2 separate regions of the Mus musculus genome follow, and region 1 is linked to region 2. Evidence: chromatin contacts called from public Hi-C data. All regions are on one chromosome and are shown on one strand. The core of a region is the stretch at or near the end of the contact, and the rest is flanking DNA. Distances in the headings are between cores, read along the strand shown.

The links. A called contact is a pair of places that touch in the nucleus more often than the background predicts.
Region 1: a Hi-C map of the G1E-ER4 cell line shows a contact between it and region 2, with 2.8 times the contacts expected there. The contact joins the enhancer-like site here to the promoter of Ttpal in region 2. A contact is called at or near these places in 4 of 39 promoter capture datasets (the C10 cell line, cranial neural crest, liver and 1 more), 7 of 484 Hi-C or Micro-C datasets (B cells, CD4 single positive thymocytes, the G1E-ER4 cell line and 1 more), 4 of 115 datasets of contacts at active chromatin or transcription factors (bone marrow-derived macrophages, double positive thymocytes, embryonic stem cells and 1 more) and 3 of 9 other capture datasets (adipose tissue, liver and pancreatic islet).

Annotation. Positions count from the first base shown.
Region 1 is chr2:163,696,692-163,699,743 of GRCm38.p6, forward strand. The region is part of intron 1 of Pkig (protein kinase inhibitor, gamma); the gene reads left to right. Among named protein-coding and RNA genes, the nearest start is that of Gm16316, 6.1 kb to the left of the region's middle. Within about 2 kb of position 1,545, at least 152 of the 459 cell types and tissues checked have an H3K27ac peak or open chromatin away from gene starts, as enhancers often do. A contact at or near this core is called in CD4 single positive thymocytes, the G1E-ER4 cell line, adipose tissue and 2 more, where this site is marked.
Region 2 is chr2:163,600,474-163,603,716 of GRCm38.p6, forward strand. It overlaps Ttpal (tocopherol (alpha) transfer protein-like), which reads left to right and starts at 1,841. Exons shown (of 5, transcript NM_181734.3): 1 at 1,841-1,941.

The sequences.
Region 1 (3,052 bases), core at 295-2,794, 96 kb after region 2:
GAAGGGGGAAGTGCCCCTGTACTTGCCTATGTGCCCTTTCTCTTAACCTAGTGTCCTGGCCACCACTGCACAGAAAAGGGACGTCCACAGCTAGGATGGAGACAAAAGCCAAAGTCAGCTGTGTTCCAGGTCTTGTTAAGTCTTTGTCTTTAAGGCCACCAGAGCCCCTAATCCTCAGGAGGATGTATTGTTTGGAAACTCTTTGAAGTAAGGTCAGGGTTAGAGGGAGTTCTCAGAGGCCCTTGGCATATCTTAAAGCTGCAGACTTCCCCAGTGGCTGTGTAAGGTGAACCTGTAGCTACCCTGTAGCAAGGACAGTGGGAGGCCTAGATATTTTTCTGTGCCTCCCCCCCCCCCCCAGCCTGGTCCCAAGCATTGGTGACTCTGGACAGAAGCCATCCTTCTTTCTAAGGTGGTAATGAGGCCATGCTGCTCTGAAAGGGTGGAGTTTGGGCTGCCGGGTCCCTGCATGGAAACTGGGGTGGAAAGAGGTGGCATGTCTTCTTCATATGCAAGGTGAGGGTGGCTTTAGTTTCTTGTTTGTGCTACCATAGTGCCATTACAAGGCTTTCTTGACGTGTTCCACCCTGGAGGCGAGTTTACAGCATCTTAGGAATAGAGGTGGGCAAAGCTGGGACCACATTCAGATCAATCCCACAGGGTGTTGTGGGGGTAGATGAAATACAGTAAATTAGCACCTATATATTAGTACCAAACTCAGATGGGCATGGCAATTCACACCTGTAGTCCTAGCACTTGATGCTAAGGCAGGAGGATAGCCATGAGTTTCAGGCTATTCTGAACCACAAGCCTATATAGAATGAGTTCCAGGCCAACCTGGGCTGTGAAACCTTGTCACCCAAACAAACAAATAAACAACAAGATAAAAACAAAACACAACACTTGGGAGGCAGAGGCAGGCGAATTTCTGAGTTCGAGGCCAGCCTGGTCTACAGAGTGAGTTCCAGGGCTATACAGAGAAACCCTGTCTCAAAAAAACTAAAAAAAAAAAAACCCAAAAAACAAAAACCACAAGGCCATAAAGGTGGCTTAGAGGGTGAAAGAGCTTGCTGCACACATCTGTCCATCTGAGTTCAGGTCTCAGAATAATGAGGAAGGAGAGAACTGACACGGCAGGGTGTGCTTGTGTGCACACACACACCACCACCACCAGCAACAAGACAACAAAGTAAAATCAAACTGTATGCTCTGGACTGCTGCTGTACCACAGGAGGGAGAGTGCTGGTGTGTGCACTCACAGGGCAGTGTGTCTGTGAGGACCTCAGGAATGCCTCTTGGCTCTACAAGCCAGGCTTCAGGGCTGCTTTCTGTCACCCGGACCCCAAATGTTCAACTTGAAGTTAGCCATCAACACAGAGGCCGAAAGAAGTGGTGCTTCTCTCGCGGGGGGGGGGGGGCGGGGGGGGGCCGAGGGCCCTGGCCTGGCAGCTGCAGGGAGACGCTGCTGAGCACCCCCAGTCTCCTCAGCTGAGGGAGAGGCGCCAGAAGTGATTCCTACAGAGACAGAGGTGGGAACGCTTGGAAACAGTTATTACTCATGGCCCACAGCTGTGCTCACCATCGCCCGGAAATGCTTCAACACTGGCCTGGCTTCCTCTAAAAGGCATGGTTTCTCCGAGCGCTGCACTCAGCTCTGAAGTGCACATTAGAACTTAGCACTCTGTGGAGCCAACATTTCCCAGTGTAAGAGCTTTGTCGATATTCGAAAAAATGACTGCTTCCATTTGGCTCTTTGGACAGGATAAGGACCTTCAGAGCCCCAAAGAAAGGAAGTGTCTGGTAGTTCATGCACACTTATGTCCCAGGCTCTAGGTCAGCTCTGTGTACTTCAGAGATGCAGCCTCTACCATTTGGTAAATTTGTGCTCAGGGCTCCCCTGCTGTTGGGGAGTTTGAATCCACTGGCAAAGACCAAAGACTTAGACTCAATTCAAATTTAGATGAACTGAATTTATTCTTACTGCCAGCAGGATGGCAGCCTTAGAGCCAAAGGGTGCTAAAGGAAGGGTTCATAATGGTGGGCATCACAGTTACCTCCTGCTCATTGGAATCCACAGCTGGGCAAGAAAATTGCTTCATGGCCCTCAGTTCTTCTCAGCTCCATTGTACAGCAGTAAAGAGACCATTTCATCCTGCCCACAGCTAAGGTGGGTTTACAAAAGCCACAGCACGGAGTTAGTTCACAGCAGCAACACCATCTTCAGGCCCCTAGGATCTCTCATGCATCTCAGGACAAAAAGGTCAATGACTACTTAAGGGGTGCCCGGTACAGCCTTAAGTTCCTTAGCCACCATAGGGGAGTCATGTATACATTGTCATACAAACTAAACCACCCCGGGAAAATGGAAAGAAGTGACATTAATGACTGGGATGGAATGGTTTCTCCCTGGGCAAGCAATAACACAGTGCCATCAGGTCGGGCTGGCCGTCACATTCCCACAATATTAAGCACTAACGCAAGGACCATAGACACAGCTTTTGTTGTGTCCTATCCTCCACCCACTTTATTTCTGAGACAGGATCTTATCTAGTCCAGGCTGACTCACACTCACTAAATAGCTGAGGCTTGCCTTTACCATGCGTCTTTCCTCTGCCTCTGTCATGCTATAAATTAGAGGTGTATGATACCAGGCCTGGGTCAAAATTCCACATGATTTCTGGGTTGTTGGTGGTTGTTTTTTTGTTTGTTTGTATTGTTTGTTTTAAACAAAGCATTGATGTTTAAGCCAAGTTCATGTCAGGCAAACACTCCACAGTGGGGTACCTCCCAAGCCCTGTGATCCAGGGAAGACAGCAGGGGAGTGAACAGTTACTGCGTGTGCCAAGTGGAGCAAGAGAAGTGTGTGGCAGGGCTATGATGTGCTAAGTCAGTGGATCCAGCAGAGACTCTGAGTTCGGCCGCTCTCTTAGCACGTGCTTGCTCCCTCCAGTTCCTGTACTTACAGCTTTGCAGCGCTAGTGCTGGAAGCAACTGGAAGCTGCAGCCACCGCAAGGCACTTTCTCATTTACCTTCCTGTCTCCCACGCTTCAG
Region 2 (3,243 bases), core at 591-3,090:
TGAAAGTTCAAGACCAACCTGAGTAAGTGTCTCAAAAACAAATCTTTGAAACAGGGTCTTACTCATGGTCCTGACTGGCCAGCTGACCTCAAACGCAGCTGAGGTTAAAGGCGTGCATCACGATGCCCAAATTTCTCAAATATTTGAACATGACTTTTGTAAGAGACATGAGCATTCACACTTATGATTCCAGGACTTCCAAATGTGACACAGAAGGATTGTGGACTTGAAGTCAGCCTAGATTACATCAAGTTCTCTCTCTCTCTCTCTCTCTCTCTCTCTCTCACTCACACACACACACAAAGAGAGAGAGAAAGAGAGAGAGAAAGAGAGAGAGGGAGAGAGAACACAGAGGGGGTATTCAGGACTCAGTCAGTTGCCGTTGTGACAACAGAAGCAAGATGTCGGAGTGATGTGGGGAAGACCATGGACCAAATAATACCAGTAGCTCAGTAGCTTCTGCAAGTTGGAAAAGAGAACCAGTACCCAGAGAGACAGCAGCCTTCCCAGCTCCCCGGTGTCTTTAGCAAAGCAACAAAATACATTTGTGTTATTTGAAGTCACTATGTAGTAATTTGTTATAAATGGAACAGGAAACTAACACTTAGATTTGGGCGGGGGGGGGGCGCGGACGGGGGACAGGACACCTATTTAAATGTGAGTTTCTGAGAAACAAACATTTCTAAAGTATGTGTCCCAAATGTTACATAAGGAACCTAGTCTTAAAAATAGACCTTTGTTTATCTGAAATTCAAATTTAACTGAGAGTTCTATATTTTATTTGGCAGCCTAGAAGCTGGTGACTGGAGAGAAGGGAGGACTGCAAGTCTCATGACTTGTAACCTGGGGTGGCGGCACACACTCACTGTCTCAGAAGACAAGGCGCAAGAGTCATGAGTTGGGGGCCAGCTGGTCTACAAAGGCACCCTCTATTAAAAACAAACAAAACAGATAAACATAACTCAGAATTCCCAGGGTACCTCGAACCCCTCTCACATATTTAGTTTGACATCTGGCAAAATCCATTGTGTCCTTATGTCCTTGAAGGTCACTTCCCACCACTCTAGGACTCCACTTATTCATAAGGTAGGGAAAGGATGAGGGACTTAAGGTTATCCCTTTGAATATGACATTTTCTTAGACCGACGAAATTTCTCTCTAGAAATGGTCTGTTGTCCTTATTCTACCTAAAAGAGATTTGCCTCGAAATTACAGTTGCACAAACCATGGGTATGTGTGGTGAGGCTAGTAAATGGGTCAGATGTGGAGTTAATAAACTCCTTTTCAAACTACTGCTGTCTCGAGACAACATTGTGAGCCCCAGAGCAGGAAACAAGTAGTTTCTGAGTCGGGGTCCAGGGCAAGAATCGTTATTCACGAAGAAATAGAGGCGAAGAGGCTAGTGCACTTGGCCAAAGCGGCTCAGCTGATGGCATACTGACACAGGCAGCCAGTCCAGACATCAGCTGAGGACAGAGTAGTTCTGCAAATGATAAGCCTGAGGTCTAGGTCTGAAGCTGGTTTCTGCATTGATTTGCCGCTTCTCTAGAGGTCACAGCAGGCAGGGGGATTGAAAAAAAAAAATATATATATATATATAAAATGAAAATAAATAAATAAAAAGACAATTTAATGAGAAAATGATGTAGAACACTAGGCATATGGCAGTGTGTTCCAGCTTCCCTCCCCGAGGCCTCAGTTTCCCCACCCGAAACCCAACTCAGCTGCACAGCCGGGGCCACCAGGTGGTGTCAAGCCCCAAGTCAGCACTACAAAGTTCACTCATGCGCATTCCCGGATGGGCGCCGCCTACACGCGGCTCGAGCGTCACTTCCGGCGCGAGGGCCGGGCCGGCCGGCCGGGGAGTGCGGGTCTGTTCTGCGCGCGCTGCCAGCCGAGGCTCCTGCCGCCGTGACCCGCGCTCCGCCCGCCGCCGGGCTGGTGAGTGCCCACGAGCCCGGGTGTGCGCCGAGGGGCCAGAGATAGGGACCGGAGAGGGCGAGATCGCCGGAAGTGGGCCAGAGGGGCGGGAGACCCCAGGAAATGGGGACACCTGGGGAGGGGGCGAAGACCGGAAGTAGGGGCCTTGGGACGCTGTCAGCGGCTCGCAGGTCTCTGGGGCTCCGAGAGAGATGGCTTCCTGCCTCCTGTTGTTGTGGACGAGAGGGGATGCCCCGGAGAGAGAGATGGCTCCAGGTGGGGAGGGTGTCAGGCTTTATTTCCTGTCCATCACGTCGTTGTCGAGGCTGACAGCCACTGCTGAGCCCTTGGGGATACAGCAGGAAGCTGCAGGTGGAAGATAGAGATGATGAGACCAGGGTGGGGCTTGACCCTTCTTCGCTCTGCCTCACTGGACAGGGCTTGCCGTACTTCCCCTGATGTTGACGGAGTGCTGTCGCGAGCCGGCACTGGGTCTTGTGGTGACTCCACAGGCAAGTTCTCTGGCCTGTAGTGATGATTCACATTGTAGGAGGTCAGTTCCCTCCTTTGTAAAGTGGCAACTGACGATAATCAGCACGCTCAGTTATTGTGAAGATGAAATGTGGAGCCGACAGTGTAGTTCAGTGGGAGAGTGGTGCCTTGCATGTGCAAGGCCCTGGGGTTTATCTCCAGCAACAAATGCCCAGGAAGAAATAAAGAAACAGATGTACAATGGGGAGCTTGATTCAAAGCAGAACCCTCAGCCTGTAGGACCTCTTTGCATCAGTCCATGATGTAAACCGCACGAGGCAAGGCGTTATTGTTTTCTGCTGTGTCCCTAGCATCTGTCAGCACAGTGCCTGACAGGTACAGGAGGCCATCAGTAATTCTTTGATAAATGACTGGGTGGGAACTGACCCAGAAGAGTTCCTTGTAGACACCTGTGACACTAAGTAAAAGTTTCTAAAGACGAATAGGAACCCAGGGCTGTAGAAACCTGGAGGAACTCACCCTGAGGAAGGGGGCGGGGGGGGGGGGGGATGGAGCGGGGATTTACAGACTAGATCCCATCGCAGTTGGGCCTTGGCAGCTAACATGGAGAGAAGCCTTCATGCAGAGAGTGTCAGATGTGTGAGATAGTCTAAGAATGTGGATTATTAGTTTGTCCTCCCTGGTAAATGGAGGAGAGAAAGGAGAGGGCCTTTGGGGCTAGTTCTATAGTCTGTGGCACCGCGGTCAATCTCAGGCAATGAATTAGGATTCTAGGCACCTACCTGTTGGAAACAAGTTGCCATGGAAACAGCCCAGGGCAGATCCCGTGAG